2 separate regions of the Triticum aestivum genome follow, and region 1 is linked to region 2. The links are chromatin contacts, called in public Hi-C maps. All regions are on one chromosome and are shown on one strand. The core of a region is the stretch at or near the end of the contact, and the rest is flanking DNA. Distances in the headings are between cores, read along the strand shown. Region 1 holds the start of LOC123070210 (AAA-ATPase At3g50940). Region 2 holds the start of LOC123070208.

Region 1 (2,809 bases), core at 27-2,526, 220 kb before region 2:
CGATTCAAGAAAAAGAAAATAGTACTGGTAAGAATAGTCTAAAGGACTAAAGCAGTTTGTTCGTCGTCCATTGCAACTTGCAACATGAGTTGGATTAGTACTAAAACTAACCTTGTGATTCTTGGAAGCAGGGCTGCCCCCGTCGGAGCTTCCCGTCGCCTCTCTCCGTGGCGCCGTCGCCATGGCGCAGTCGACATCTTCGACCAACAATATGGACCTGTTCTTCATCCGAATCAGCAGTTTCCTCAGCTCGGTGTTGGACCTGACGCCGCCGACGTCGAGGTCATACACGTCGAAATGGAGGTGGTTGGAGATCGCGGCGACCAGGCTGGACTTGCCGGTGCCGGGCGGGCCGTGGACCAGGTAGCCCCTCTTCCACGCCCTCCCCGTCTGCCGGTAGTACTCCTTCCGGGTCAAGAACCTGTCCAGGTCGTCCACCACAGCCTGCCGCAGCGCGTCGTCCATGGCCACCGTCGCGAACGTCGAGGCGTTGCGGAGCCTCACTGTCCGCCACTTGCCCCACTCGTTGCTGTACAGCTTGGTCTGCCTCTGCTCCTGGGACATGGCCTCCACGCGGGCCATGACGGCCGGCAGGTAGGAGCCGAGCACCATGTCCTTGTGCTCGGCGTCGAAGCTGAGCTTGAACACCTCGCGCGCGTCCTCCGTGGCCCGCCGCCTGCCGGCGCCCCCGTCGTGCTTCCTGCTTAGGCGCCACGTGACCTTCGCCCCGTCGAACACGTCGACGACCGCCGTGCCGGGGCGCAGGGCGAGCAGGACGTGCTCCGCACCAGCCCCGCGAGGCAGGCTGGCCTTCATCAGCGGCACGAACGGTGCCGCGGCGAGGAGCGTGGAAACGTACGCCTTGGCCACCAAGAAGACACGGTTGTACAGGGTGCCGTCGAACTCCTCGATGAGCACGGCGTGGCGCCGGGCGGAGGCTGGCGGCAGGAGGAGCAACGCGCCGAGGGCCGTGCCTGGGAGGACGTCGGCGAGCACCCGGCGCAGCAGCATGGCCGCGCCCAGCACGGAAGTTGCCGTCGTGACGGCGCTCTTGTACCGTTCCAGTGCTCTGCTGTTCGGGGATGTCATGGCCATGGTCGGCTCCAACTGACGCTGTAGCAGTGGGGGTTTGCTTAAGGTTTCGATCTTCTAATCAGGTGCTTGAGTTGGTTTCTATGGAGGAGTCGTGAAAAACGCAAGGTCGGTTGGAATGGGGATTGATGATTGACCATTCGCTGTGATCGGTGTTTGCAACTTCACAAAGGAGATTAGTAGGTTCCACGTGGAGACCACGGATGCGACCCCTTAACCAGGTGACTGGTTTCTTCGAAACTTCAATCGACCGCCCCACACCACGGCGTCAAAAGTGGGATCCGGCTTGCCTGCTCCCTCCTCATGCTTTCATTCGTGTTCCCACTTCATTCTACGGCTGTCTTTTTTTTCTAATCTAATCATTTCCCCCCATGATTTTAAGAGGGTGAGACGGTTCTTATTTTGTTCCAATCAAATCAAGCCACGTACGCGGGAGCACGGATGGACACACGCGGGAGGAGCAGGCAAGTCTCGTCCATCAAGGCTTTGTTGGGCCACCAATTGAGCACGCCCTCGTGGCATTTTTTTCATGCACAGACGACTCCCAAGGCGACTAGGTTAGAGCGTCTCCAGCCGTTCGCCTCCCTAGGGCTTGAAATAGAGCCGCCTGGGGGCGCTCCCTGTCGGCGAAATTATCGGCATGGGGCGATCGGTTTCCCAACCGCCGCCCCAAGCTCACCCCAGCCGACGTTTTTTGAAAAATAAACTCGGTCAAAATTCGGCCAAACACGACACATATTCGGTCAAACTAGGCGATTTCATTGATATTTGTACATAAAAACTTAAAAACATATTTAAAAACATAACTAAAACTATTGCGCCACCGTCCGCTGCCCCTTCTACAGGCCGTAGAGCATGCCGAAGGCGCTGTTGTCGCTGCCGTCGTCCTCCTCCTTCTTCACGCCGTCGCCGCCGTCGTCCTCCTACTTCTTCACGCCGTCGCCGTCCTTGCTACACACCTGCCCTGGGGCGCCTTGGCGGACGAGTTTGGTTGGCGGCAGTGGTGCATCGTCGTCACTGTCCTTGAGGACGATGACGCTGGCCTCGTCGCGGCCGCGGCGCCGAGCGGCGATCTCCTCGAGGGCGCGGCACTAGCGCTCCGTCTCCAGCCAGACGTAGTCCTCGCGCGCCCACTTGAGGGCGGCCATGTTGTCGTACTCGCTCTTCACGGCAACGAGCCCCGGCTCCGTCTTAGACTTCACGAGACGGGAGGAGAAGGGACCATGGCCGCCCGAGCGACGTCTCCATGGGCTCGGTCTTGATGCTGGCGAGCGCCGGCGAACCAGAGGAGAGGGAGGAGGAGGACGACGACCCACATGCCATGCGCCTCGGCAGCCAAATGCTGCCGCTCCGGTGGGGGACAGGCGCCGAGGCTACCGGGTACTGGAGCGGCGGCTGGTTGCCGTCCTCGAGGTGCTTGAGGACATAGTGCAGCATCCGCCCAGAGACGCCCCACCACAGGCAGCGATCGTCGGCGTTGTGGCGCCCCCTCAACGACACATTGTTGGTGGAGGCGGCCTGGTCATGATGGTCAACAATTTATGGTTTCTCCTGCGGGAAAATGGTCGGGGTTGAAATCTCATCGTATGTCCTACGGTTGGCAATGGTTGCCTGTACAGGGTTTCATCGTTCTACCATTCTAAGGTCTAAACAAGGTTGTGACATCACCGTCTCTCTACTATGGGTAAGTCACTCTAGATTACTATTCCAAATAGCA
Region 2 (2,849 bases), core at 42-2,541:
GGCAAGACAGATGGAAACAAGAAGGAGAAAGCAAGAGTCAACGGGACTTCCGAGGCAATCGGTTTGAGGGATCAAATTGATGAGATGGCGAAGATGAAGGAGGCTATGCTAGCCAAGCATTGGGATGCAAAAGTTGCCATGGCCGAGAAGAAAGAGAATCACAAGGAGGAGAAATGGCAAAAGAGATGTGCCTTCGAGGAGCGCAAGCTCTTCCTAAGGAGCAAAAGAGGAAGGACGAGATGACCGCCGAGGAGGACGGTTCATGATGATGAATCCGGAGGGCATGGACGCAATGGTAAGAGAATTTTGGGAGCTGAAAAGAATGGAGATCATGCTCCGGAGGAAGGTGGAGCTCCAAAATCTTATGGCCGGTGGTCGTGTTGGGTTTGTAGGGGGCTTTTATTTCGGCAATGGTGGTGGTGGCTTCGGCATGGGTGGTGGCGGCGGTGATGGTGGCTTCGGCATGGGAGGTGGTGCTTTGGCAAGCCAAGTGAATGGTGGTGATGGTGGTCGTGCTCAATTTTCTGGTCCAAGAATGATGGTGATGGTGGTGCGAGCTCTCCGGTTCAAGTTCATGGAGATGATGGTGCGAGCTCCCCGGTTCAAGTTCATGAAGATGGTGGTGCGAGCTCTCCGGTCAATTTGAATTATGGTGATGAAGGTGTTAGGGGCGGTGTTGGTGGCGACGTTCTTCGCAACATTGAGAATGTTGCTTGATTGATCTATGTCGTTTGAACATATTTTGCCTTGTTCTATTGCGCATTCATGAACCTAAACTTGATACCTCATTTGTTGCGCATGATTTTGGAGGTGATGAACTAGTATGATGATCAATTAGTCATGTATATATATGATGATGAACTTGTCTTGACGAACTTGATAAATATGTGCTTATTATTGTATTTGCGAGAAAGCGAGCCCTCCAACACGAAATAGATCCCGCAAACGCGTCCCGTGAAACATTTGTAAATAGATCGAAAGTTTAATTGAGGGTGCGCAGATCTGGCGTCGCACTGCAGAGAGATCTGGTGCGGTTTGCTTTAGCTCCTCCTCCCCACTCGAATTTCCCCCCTTTTTACTCGTGGTGTACGTCTTTTTATCGGTCACAGAAAAAGAAAAGAAAAGAAAGGAAAAAGGGGCATCTTGTCACTTGGCACCACGGAACCCTTCAATGTTGCGATGTCGCCCCTGAACTGTCCGTCGATAGTCGCGGGCCCCCCGCACTGGTCGCTTTCGTGGCGTGTGGGGCAGTGGGCGTTCGTCATAACGACATAACCAATGGCCTGCATTGCAAAAGAAAAGAAAAGAAAAAAAATCAGAGGAGAAAAAAAAGAAGGGGAGGAGAAGGAGACAGCAGGCAGGGAGGGGGTCAGTCTTCTTCCTCTCTCCCTGTGCTGCTGCTGCCTTTGCGTCGGAGATTGCCCAAGTCTAGATTCGAGGAGGGCTGGCTCCCTCGCCCTCCCTCCCTCTCTCTCCCCTTCCCGTGGCTCCACTGTATCGGAATCCGCGACCGGCTCCGTTCCAAGCGGCCCTGGATTATTTTACGCAGGTTAGGTTTTGCTGCTGCCTCTGCTTCTCACCAGTTACTAGTACTACTCATCTCCCTTGGTGTTCTCTTCTCTTCTGTTCTGTAGTGGAGCTCTACTTCATTTGACTTCGCTAATCCCCACACCCGATTTGGCTCCCCGCACTGCACACAACCGCCCCGCTTGCTGCCGCCCCCGCCACATGACCCCCCAAGATTGTTTGGCCATGAGCTCAAAGTTTCAGCTCACTGGCGAGAGAGACAATAGATGATGAACATGTGCGATGCGAGGGGGATACTGAGTGCTGTGGGACTAGGCCGTGCCTGACTTATGGTGGAATTCGTTAGGGTCTCTCAAGATCCTCGCCTCCTTGCGCTCATGTCTTCCTTTACCGCCGGTTTTCAGCTTGTGGCTAAGCAATGTCGCCAAGATTCGCCTCCTTCCCCTCAAGTAATTCACCTCATTATTGCCTCCTCGGTGATTTGTTTCAGACCTAACCTCGCCCTTCAACTTGTCTAGAACAAAACCGCAGCTGCCAAACGGTTCCCACCTTTTGGATTTCACTCCTTGAGATTCATACAAGCTTGATTAGTTCTATTTCAAATGCTCAGTAATCAGTCCGCGTAGTTGGTCTAGCTGTTTGTGCTTCTAATTTGTTTCTGCCTATTTGAGCGATCCTGATCTCTGCCCAATTTGACTCTATGGCCTCTGCCAGTGTGCTAGTTAGAACATTGTACATACGGCCATCAAAGTTGTAAATGGCAAGGAATTGATTAAATTATTGCAGTACGAAATAGGGAGCAGGGCAAAATAATTGAAGTTCTACATTTCCTCGCAAAAAAGTAAAATAAAATTTGAAGTTCTACATTGGGGCTTTATTTGTTTTAGGACTACCTACATTGTTGAAATCGTTGTATCTATATACGGCCTCTTTCTTTAAGGAAGACCTTCTGTAACGTTTTTCCCATGTATCTTTTTATTTTGTTCCAACCAAATCATGTCACTGATATCTGCTGTAATTTCACAAACCATCTTCCTTTTATTATTCCACTGCTATTAAAGCTGTGATGGTGACTGCCTTAATATGTTTTTTCTGTCTCCTTTTTGGGGTATACTTCTATTTTTATATGCATAACGTGGTTTTATAAGAGCTTAGGTTTGTTTCTTATCCTGTGTTTGGTTATAGGGTCCTGATTTTGTTGCTGGAGGAATGTCCTCAGCCAGCTCTTCTCAGTTTCCAGCATCAACAGAGCGAGAATCTACAGCTGCTAATGATAATGCAATACCTCATGATCCAGGTGATAACAAGCATATTCTCGTATC

What was found. Hi-C and Micro-C count contacts between places; a contact is called where the count stands out from the background.
Region 1: a contact with region 2 is called in a Hi-C map of leaf, with 2.3 times the contacts expected there. The contact joins the promoter of LOC123070210 here to the promoter of LOC123070208 in region 2. A contact is called at or near these places in 2 of 5 Hi-C or Micro-C datasets (leaf and root).

The regions. Positions count from the first base shown.
Region 1 is chr3B:431,151,611-431,154,419 of IWGSC CS RefSeq v2.1, reverse strand. It overlaps LOC123070210 (AAA-ATPase At3g50940), which reads right to left and starts at 1,276. Exons shown (of 2, transcript XM_044493285.1): 1 at 112-1,276. The coding sequence starts at 1,095.
Region 2 is chr3B:430,929,770-430,932,618 of IWGSC CS RefSeq v2.1, reverse strand. LOC123070208 reads left to right here and starts at 1,291. Exons shown (of 9, transcript XM_044493283.1): 1 at 1,291-1,549; 2 at 2,713-2,824. The coding sequence starts at 2,737.